2 separate regions of the Sus scrofa genome follow, and region 2 is linked to region 1. The links are chromatin contacts, called in public Hi-C maps. All regions are on one chromosome and are shown on one strand. The core of a region is the stretch at or near the end of the contact, and the rest is flanking DNA. Distances in the headings are between cores, read along the strand shown.

Evidence for each region. A called contact is a pair of places that touch in the nucleus more often than the background predicts.
Region 2: a contact with region 1 is called in a Hi-C map of skeletal muscle, with 2.3 times the contacts expected there. The contact joins two enhancer-like sites. A contact is called at or near these places in 1 of 5 promoter capture datasets (liver), 4 of 47 Hi-C or Micro-C datasets (liver and skeletal muscle) and 1 of 2 datasets of contacts at active chromatin or transcription factors (skeletal muscle).

The regions. Positions count from the first base shown.
Region 1 is chr1:4,900,533-4,905,346 of Sscrofa11.1, reverse strand. No RefSeq gene overlaps it. Among named protein-coding and RNA genes, the nearest start is that of QKI, 20 kb to the right of the region's middle. Within about 2 kb of position 2,371, at least 11 of the 83 cell types and tissues checked have an H3K27ac peak or open chromatin away from gene starts, as enhancers often do. A contact at or near this core is called in skeletal muscle, where this site is marked.
Region 2 is chr1:4,982,250-4,986,918 of Sscrofa11.1, reverse strand. The region is part of intron 4 of PACRG (parkin coregulated gene protein); the gene reads left to right. Among named protein-coding and RNA genes, the nearest start is that of QKI, 100 kb to the right of the region's middle. Within about 2 kb of position 2,793, at least 4 of the 83 cell types and tissues checked have an H3K27ac peak or open chromatin away from gene starts, as enhancers often do. A contact at or near this core is called in skeletal muscle, where this site is marked.

The DNA.
Region 1 (4,814 bases), core at 1,122-3,621:
TGTGGTTCCACAAGATTACAAACGGGAATGGTTTAGGTTATAGGCACCAGAATAAACTTCGTCTACCTTTTATTGCTCCAGCAATTTAAACTTTGAAGGCGCCCTTAAATCTGTTCTGGAATGTTCCTCATGTCAGCCGCCGAAGGCCGAGTGGGTCTGACAGAGAGCTTCATCCTTTCGGCCTAGGGTCACCCTCGCCGGAGAGGAGAGAAGCCGACTGTCCGTGCTTCTGGTGAGCATTTCTTGCCTTGACAGCCAAGGACACGCTCCCACCCCAGGGCCCTGATCCAAGCTGAGCCCACTAGAGGCTTCTCCTGGGACTTTACAACGGGCGTCAGTCTTGGGGTGAGGAGGTGGGCGATTCTATTTTTTTTTTTTTTTTTTGTCTTGCAGCAAAATCGAGAGATGTAGGGCATCGCTGTTGCTGGGGATCGTGTGTCCGGCCACGTGGAGGAAGTTGGCCTGAGAAAAGCCAAACCATATTCGGTGCGAAGAGAAAAGAGAAAGTCTTGTTCGCCTTCAAACTTCTGGATCCAGTGGTTTTAGAGGCTCTGCTGCTTCTTTTCCATGGTTGCTTGAGACTTGTCAATAAACACTTTTCTTTTTTTTTTTTCGTTTAAACTATTTCCAGTTGAGTTTATGCTCCTTAAAGAGCCAAACTAATGTGTCTGCCTGCAGCATATTACACTGCAATATCACGTCTACTGCCATGAGTTTGTTATAACCCTCCCATGTAAGAAGGAATAAGACTCAGTCATGTTAGATAAATTATCCCAAATCTCACATTGTGTCATTGGTATAATTATGTCACGCTCCAGGACATGCTATTAGGACCCTGATTTCTTTTTATTTCTATGACAAGCCCTTGAAAGGGTAGACCTGGACAAGCATTGTTAGTCCTAATTTTATTTTATTTTTATTATTTTATTTTGTCAGGGTTTTTTTTTTTTTTTTTTTTTTTTTGTCTCTTTAGGGCCACACCCACAGCATGTGGAAGTTCCCAGGCTAGGGGTTGAATCGGAGCTGGAGCTGCAACTGCCGGCCTACACCACAGCCAAAGCAATGTGGGATCCAAGCCACATCTGTGACCTACACCACAGCTCATGCACAGCAATGCCAGATCCTTAACCCAATGAGCGAGGCCAGGGATCAAACCAGCAATCCTCATGGATACCAGTCAAGCTCTTAACCCACTGAGCCACAACAGGAACTCCATTAAGCCTAATTGTAGATGAGAAAACTGAGATTCAGAGACAGTGGGTAACTTCCTTCCTATCAAACAGTCAGCCAGTGCTGGGACCGGCCTTGGACCCATGACTTCCCACATAACATCCAGTGCTCCCTGCAACCACACCTCATTGTATAGCCGCGAGCACATGCTCTCTCGCACGCACGCACGCACGCACACGCGTGCACACAAACATGCACACATATGCACTCGCACGCACACACATACGCGTGCACACGCACACGCACACACACTCATAGACATGCATGAGCACCAAGGTCAACGTCAGTCAAAATGACTGTTCTTAGGAATATCTTTAAGTGTTTTAAGTTACTGCTGCCCATAATTATTTATTTTCTGCCAAAACACTGGTTTAGGAACCACCTAACTCTTCTGCAGATCTAACTGTGATAAAATATTTCCCATTATCTTGAGACTTAATAACACATAAATAGCTTGTACTTTGTCTCTCTTGGTTTTGATACCTAATGAAATGTGAAAAAGCAAGATGACACATAAAAGAAAAGCAAAAGATAACTAATTCAGAGATTAACTTTGGAAAAGCTCCAAAATTAGATCGTGTAATTAGTTCACACTTTAGAAGCCTTTGGTGGAATTAGATTTATGCAAACAAATTCCATTCACATAGTTTAGGAAGACTGAATGATTTTGTAGGTGAATTATGCTTAAAGTGAAGGATTACGTAAGTCTTATTCCCAACTTTTCTCTCTGTAAGAACTAGTTGCTTTTTGCTTGTTTGTTTGCTTGTTTGCTTTTTTCTTTCTACGCCCAAACCTGTGGCATATGGGAGTTCCCAGGCTAAGGGTCAAGTCAAAGCTGCAGCCGCCAGCCTACACTACAGCCACAGCAATACAGGATCCAAGCTTCGCAGCCTGTGGCAACGCCCAATCCTTAACTTACTGAGCTAAACGGCAGCAACTCTTAAAAAAAAAAAAAAAAAAAAAAAAATAGACCTAAACATTCCTTGAAGGCAAGAGGCCAAGGTTGGTAGGTTCCAAACTTGATCTGCTCTGGTTTTCACATCTCTTATGCAACACTGTACAGAGGTTAAAGGAGTAAATGGCTAGACAGTGCCCCTGGGTTTTTTTTAATTGTATTTTTTGTTGTTGCAGGAAATCCATCATACCAAAAGTCACTGATGGGATTGCAGTCATTACAGTGCTCAAGGAAGGAAATACTGAAGCTCAGGGCTCTGTCAGCCACTGGGAAAGACAAACTCTGCAGGGCTTTCCCACTTGAAGCGTTTATTACTCAGTATTAGCTGCGTTTAACCATATGCTTAAATACCAACTACAGTACTTAAGACATAACTTAAGACATTTCTCAGTGGACATTCTTCCCTATATTATGAAAATCAGATCTAAGATTCACCTCAGTAGATAACAATGAACCAATATAAACAAACCATCCAGTCGAGTTCAGTCAACTCATGAGATGTTAAAAAGAACAACAAAAAATTTTTTTTTACCAAATGGACTGGTTGTTTGTCTATATGGACAAAACGAAATGATTATTTCATTGTGCAAATATTTCTTGGACAGTTTCCCCCCTGTTTACGAACCAGCTATTTTCAGACTAGTCAGTACGTGTATACGCTGTCAGAGACTAGAGGAAGACAGGTCAGGGAAGTTTTGAATGTGGCATTTAGCCAAAAAGTTTTAAATTCGGTTTGGATTTGGGCTCAGCTGTGAAACACGTGCCTGGGTGTAGGGAATAAGAGTTTCAGTCTGGAAAAATATCGGGATGTGTAACAGCTGCCACTCCCAGCGCTTCCATGAAAACAGCCTGGGCTGGTCTGCCAGTTCCCATCGTGTTTGAGAACCGTGTGTAAACATTCCAAAACAGGCAGTGTTTTTAAACCTTGTAATGAGTTGGGTGCAGTTTTCAAGGATCAAATATTTGAGAAACAAAAATCATACCATGAGATTAAAAAAAAAAACCCTTGTGAAAAATGAGATGGAATGCAAAACTGTCGTTTTTGATATTTCAGCTCTGAGTTAAGACTTCATAGAGATATTTTCATTTACTCCTTGCTGGCTTAATACAAATTCAGATCAGTTCTGGTTTGAGAAAAGATGATGTCCGGCGTTACTTTTCTATTTGCATGAAACTCCATGGCAATGAAGTTGAACTAGAGAAAAACAGAGGTGGGGTGAAAGAGGAGATCTCCAAACTTTTGAGAGTGAAAATGCTGAGATGTCTATATTTTCTGTGTATTTAGTTGCATTTTTAAAAAAGCAAATGGATGTTATAAACTGTCATATATATTTATATATAGGAGTTAATTAAAATTTTCAAATTTTGTGTGCATTTCCCCAGACAATGACCGTTTCTCTGACATTTTGCATGGTTTGCTCTGATGTCAGGAGAGGCACTATCTCAAGAGTATTTGCACGCACCTTTTTCATCCGTCTTTGGATCTGAACATTTCTGTGATCCTGGGGTAGCTCCCATGAAGTTCCAGGAAGGGATCCTCGATCAGTCGAAAACAAAGGAGCTCCCTGACTATGGACAAACAATTTTTCTTAACAGATTTTATGGCTGATTTCTTATTACATAATGAACTTTATCATAGAAAATATAGCTTGGCAAAAATAATGAAGAATAACAAAATTAAAATTCTTTCTTCTGTATCTGCCACATTGGAAATAATTTTGCTATATCTTTAACTATTTATACAACATAAATTCCCAAAAGTGAAATTATAGCTTAAAGGCACATATAATTCTAAATCTCTTGATTACCTATAATCAAATGGACTTGCAGAAATTCATAAATTTTTAGGATTATTATTAGTGCTCATGAACATGTCTGTTTCCTCACTGTTTTTTTCTTTTTTTTTGCTTTTTAGGGACGCACTCACAGCCAATGGAGATTCCCAAGCTAGGGGTTGAATTGGAGTTGTAGCTGCTGGCCTACACCACAGCCGCAGCAATGCAGGAGACTTAACCCACTGAGCAAGGCCAGGAATTGAACTTGCATCCTCATGGATACCAGTCAGATTCATTTCCGCTGAGCCACAACAGGAACTCCCATACACGCTATTTAAAGACTGTAACTAATAAAAACATTAAGAAGTAAAGAAAACTTGTGAATAGTGTTAGTCAAAGGAAATCTTTCTTGGAGACCCACCCCTTACTGCGAGCAAAACCTGGCCTTCTAGGGTGATGACATAAATGGCAGCGCTCGTGTTTCCTGTCTTGTGTCCAGTCTCAGCCTAGACCAGGTGATGAGTGTGGGCTGGCTCAACAGGAGGCCTCATTCAGGTGCTATGATGCCTCTTGCAGATGCTCTAGCAGCTTGAAGAATGAGCATCAATTCAGCTTGAGCAATATACTATCAGAGAGGTAATAGTTCTATATCTATTGATGCACAAATCAATAATGAAGTACACATGTGTTTAATTTTTTGATAAGAGCCATGCAATATTCATGTTAAAGTATTGTGAATATTCACACTGCTTTCCTCAGTTTTATACAAAATCCTCTTCTGAAATACTTTCTAAGCAATGCATTTCCCCCCTCCAGGTGGAATTTGGAATAATTTTGTGAACCTTTCATTAAAT
Region 2 (4,669 bases), core at 1,544-4,043, 81 kb before region 1:
TGCAGGCAGTTCCCGTCATGGCTCAGCGGAAACGAACCTGACTAATAACCATGAGGATATGGGTTCAATTCCTGGCCTCGCTCAGTGGGTCCGGGATCTGGTGTTGCCATGAGCTGTGGTGTTAAGTCTCAAACACGGCTCGGATCTGGCGTTGCTGTGGCCAGGGTGTAGGCCGGCAGCTCTAGCTCCAGTTCAGCCCCTAACTTGGGAACCTCCATGTGCCATGGGTGCGCCCCCTCCCCTCCCCAAAAAAAAACCAAAAATAATAATAATACTGTAAGTATTTCTATATTTGGAAGTTGCTGAGAGGGTAGAGTTTAAAAGTTCTTATCACAAGGAAAAAGGTTTGCAACTATAAATGGTAATGGATATTAACTAGACTTACTGGGGTGATGACAACATATATAAACATCAAATCCCTATGGCGTACACCTGAAACTAATGGAATGTTATATGTCAGTTATGCCGCCATTAAAAAATTAAAATTTAGATTAAACCTATATGAATTTGACATTTTTATAAGTCAAAAATTGTTCAATATTGGCAGTGTCACGTGGTTAAATATAAATAATTTCATTATTATTCTTAGAGGCACAGGCACATTTTAAAATCTTAAATGCATCCAGTTTCATCTCCAACTCTGGTTTCTCTGTTATTTGAATTCTTCTTGGATATAGAAAGAAGAATGACATAAACCGAAATATATTTAATACCAAATATTCCCCGGAGATTAGGAGGGACCCCCTTTCCAAAGTGATTACAGGATCAACTGTCAGAAATTTCTGAGAAAACTGGGTTTGACCATACTGACCCTGAGCTCCCTGAGAGAGGAAGCAAGTTGTGATGGAAATAACTCCGACTTCAGCTTTAGAGAAACCTGTGATTAAACCCCATCTCTGACCATTTACGCATCTGCACAATGCGTAGATTTGGCTTATTGATGCGTATGCTATCTGCTCGAGAGGCGACCCTGGAGGGACGTGAGGGACGCAAACACTTGTCTAGTGCCCAGTACCTGTCAAGCTTTGGGCTAGGTGCTTAATATAGGTTAGTGTATTTAATTCTCACCACTACCCTGTGATGAGGCATTGATACTGATGTTATAATGATGATTATAGTGTTAGAAACACCAATAGCATGCTTACACATATGTGACCAGAATTTTACCTACTTAAGATTTCATCTCTATGCCGTCACTTACCTAAGTACCTGGGAGGAGAAATCATTATGTACCTTTCCATCCCCTTCATCCTCGTCACCAACCTCACGGAACTGCTTGAGGATTAAGGGAAGCAACGTAAGACTCCACTTGATGCTGACACCTGCTCTCCGCAGAGGGTCAGTTCAGTATCCTGAGGCCCCAGACGTGTTTCCAGGACCGGAGAGCACGGACCTTTGCTCAATCAGAAGTTTGCTCAACAAACCGCAGGCAAGATGCCATGGTCCCCTACCTCCTGGGAGCGAGAGACACCTCTGTGGCTCTGCTAGGGTCTGTGTCTGCACAAGGCAGCCCACGCCCTTCTCTGGGTCACCTTCCTTCAAGCCCACGGTCCCCTGCGTCTTTGGTAGACTTTTGAGATCTTGTTTTTGGTAGAATTTCAACTGCATTCGGCAGAAAATAGAGACCCCTGGAGTCTACTCCGCTCCCCAAATTCTGATTTGCCATCTTAAGGTTTTTTAAGGAAAGAGTAGAAAAAATTAAAAGTGAGTCAATTTCGTTCCCTCAAGCAAAATAACAATTTTAACAGGACTTAAAGGAACTTAGAATTTGAGTAGTTTTATTTACCATGTGGCTTTTTAGATCCGTAACATTTGGGGTCCTAGGTGTGTAGTTTCCTAGAGGATTAATCACTGGTTCCCTGACAGACTCATCACTGAAGAAGGACCGTAGCAGTGGGCTAACATGTGCAGCCCTGGATGTGTTTCATGGGTTATATTTTACCTTGGTCTTTGAGAGAGCACTGATTAGACTTGCCGGTAGCTTGTCCATATAAGAAAAACAACTGTAAATGTTCCACACTGATCTCTGTAAACAGCTGGCTTTTTCTTAATTTTTAACATTCCATCTTGTAACAGGCTGTAACTACATAAAAGGAAGTGAAAAATGTACAAGAAATACCCAGATAGTTCAGAACTAAGGGTCATGTGTCCTGAAATAGCTACCCAAATAATGACATTTATCTTGACTAATGGAATGGCACCTCAGTTATCAATCTGACCTTGTCAGAGCTCAGCGCCAACCAGGTTCAAAGTCCTTTCGTCGAGTTTGTTTTCACCTTAAAAATCTCCTCTCGGGAGTTCCCGTCGTGGCGCAGTGGTTAACGAATCCGACTAGGAACCATGAGGTTGCGGGTTCGGTCCCTGCCCTTGCTCAGTGGGTTAACGATCCGGCGTTGCCGTGAGCTGTGGTGTAGGTTGCAGACGCGGCTCGGATCCCGCATTACTGTGGCTCTGGCGTAGGCAGGTGGCTACAGCTCCGATTCCACCCCTAGCCTGGGAACCTCCATATGCCGCGGGAGCGGCCCAAGAAATAGCAACAACAACAACAAAAGACAAAAAAAAAAAAAAAAAAAAATCTCCTCTCGATGTCATATGCAACTTTCTTCCCACTAGAAAGCTTTGTCTTGTTAAAGTTGCAGTAAGAGGTAAAGACATTTTTTCCCGGTGATTCACTAACAAGGGCCCACGGGTTAATCACCTGGCCTCAAAACAAAATGGACCCAACAGTGCTCATCTGTGCCTGAAAGAGCTATCAGTCCACCCACTGAAATGCGTCTCCTGCCGGAGGTCACGGTTAAGGGTACTGGCATGGCTTTACGAGGAGGCTCAGGTTGCAGCTGTCTGCACTATCCCTAGCCTGAAGATAAATAGCAGACTTCAGTTTCCACTGCTACTGGTCTTTTAACATTTAGTGAGAACAAATGCTCCGGCTTAGCTCTGCATCCAGCTTGTACCTCCCGGTGCCACCTTCATCTTTAGGGGCTCCCCATGCAATACAAAAAGGTAGACATGCCAACACAGGTTGTAGTATATCACAGAGTTAACATTTAACAAATGAACACTTCGCACAGATAAACCAAAATAACAGTGATTTTCCATGTGGCCTCATGTGTAAATCATCCAATCTGAAGGTTACCCCCAAAGTCTTGATTTAAGGTACACTGTAAGTGAAGGCTGGACTCGCCCTCTCATGAGGTCCCACCTATGACTAGCCTGGTGGGTCACTGAGCATGGTCCTTCAGAGAATGACCTAGGAAGCAAGAGATGGGTGGGTGGTGGGTGGACAGATGGATGGGTGATGCTAAGGAAAGGTGTAAAGAAGCCTTTTAGAAATCTCCACATTATAAATGTTCCTCCTTCTGGAGGTGATAATCCATTAAGTTACTCAAAGTAATTGAATTTATTATGCTATTGCCTCCACATTTCTGAACACAATCCCTCCGATTCTTTCAGTTCCCAGGGTACCACTGCCCCGGGCCACCTCTAGAAGTTACAGCATTTCTTTTCCACCCTCCACTCTCTGAAACAGTGCTGATTCAGACAAAGGAAGAGAGCGTAGGATATCTAACTGCAGAGAGACCCAATAAATAAACAGACTAAAGATAAGAACAAATCATTCTCATAAGTGGAAAAAAAAAAATCCATGCGGCAAAAAAAAAAAAAAAAAATGCATTGGGAAATGTTAGCACACCTTAGTAATTAGAAAAATATTAACAAAGTAACATTTTATATGTACTGAATTAACAAAATTTACAAAATTTTTTATTACGACATCCAGTGCTGTGATAAACAGGTAAGCTCTTACGTTGCTGGTAACCTAAGTTGGCATCCTTTCTGAAAATCAATATGGATATATATATATACCAATAACCTACTAAGTTTTTGTATTCTCTGAAGCAGTAACCTCACTTCTGAGAATTGTTTCAAGGAAATAGTAGAACTAAAGAAAAAGACTGTATACACAAAGATACAGTCATTATTGCATCGTTATCCAAAACTGTGAAAACCTGGCAGGAGACAGTGTCCCTAACTAGGGAGGGTCGACGTCCGTCATACCCCTTCACCCCAGAGCTGTTAAAGTCATTAAAAACTGCAGTTATATAGAGCAGCGTCAGCAGTGGAAAGAGCAACCGCAAAGCCGGGTGATACCGTGCTCTCTGATGACAACTTGTTCCAACCTCAAGGCCTTTCTTGCAGTGGCTATTCTGTGCGGCACATTCTTCCCAGGCTGCTTGTTACAATGCTGGCTTACTCTCAGCATTCAGCACTCAGCTTGAGTTTAACCTTCTCAGCAAGACCTTCCTGGTCACTGGCCCAAGCTGATCCCTCCCAGCCCCTCTCTGCCACAACCCATATTTTCATTCCTTGCTAGAACTTCTCACTCAAGTACTCTTGTTCTGTCTGGTTTATCAGGGTATTAATATCTGCCTCCTCTTCCAGACTGTGAACTCCTTCTGTACCCCTCTAGTTCTTCACTCTACCCTCAGCTCCTAGAACCCCACACCGTTGATCTTCCTAAAATCACAGAACTTAGACCACCACACTTGGGGTCAGATCAGAACCCAGCTCCTGATTTTCTCCTGGGATTTACATCCCTCTACCTTCTCCATGGGCCTCTCCCTCAGCCCACGCCCACAGACATATCGGGGTAGTTGAGTTCCCCAGTTCC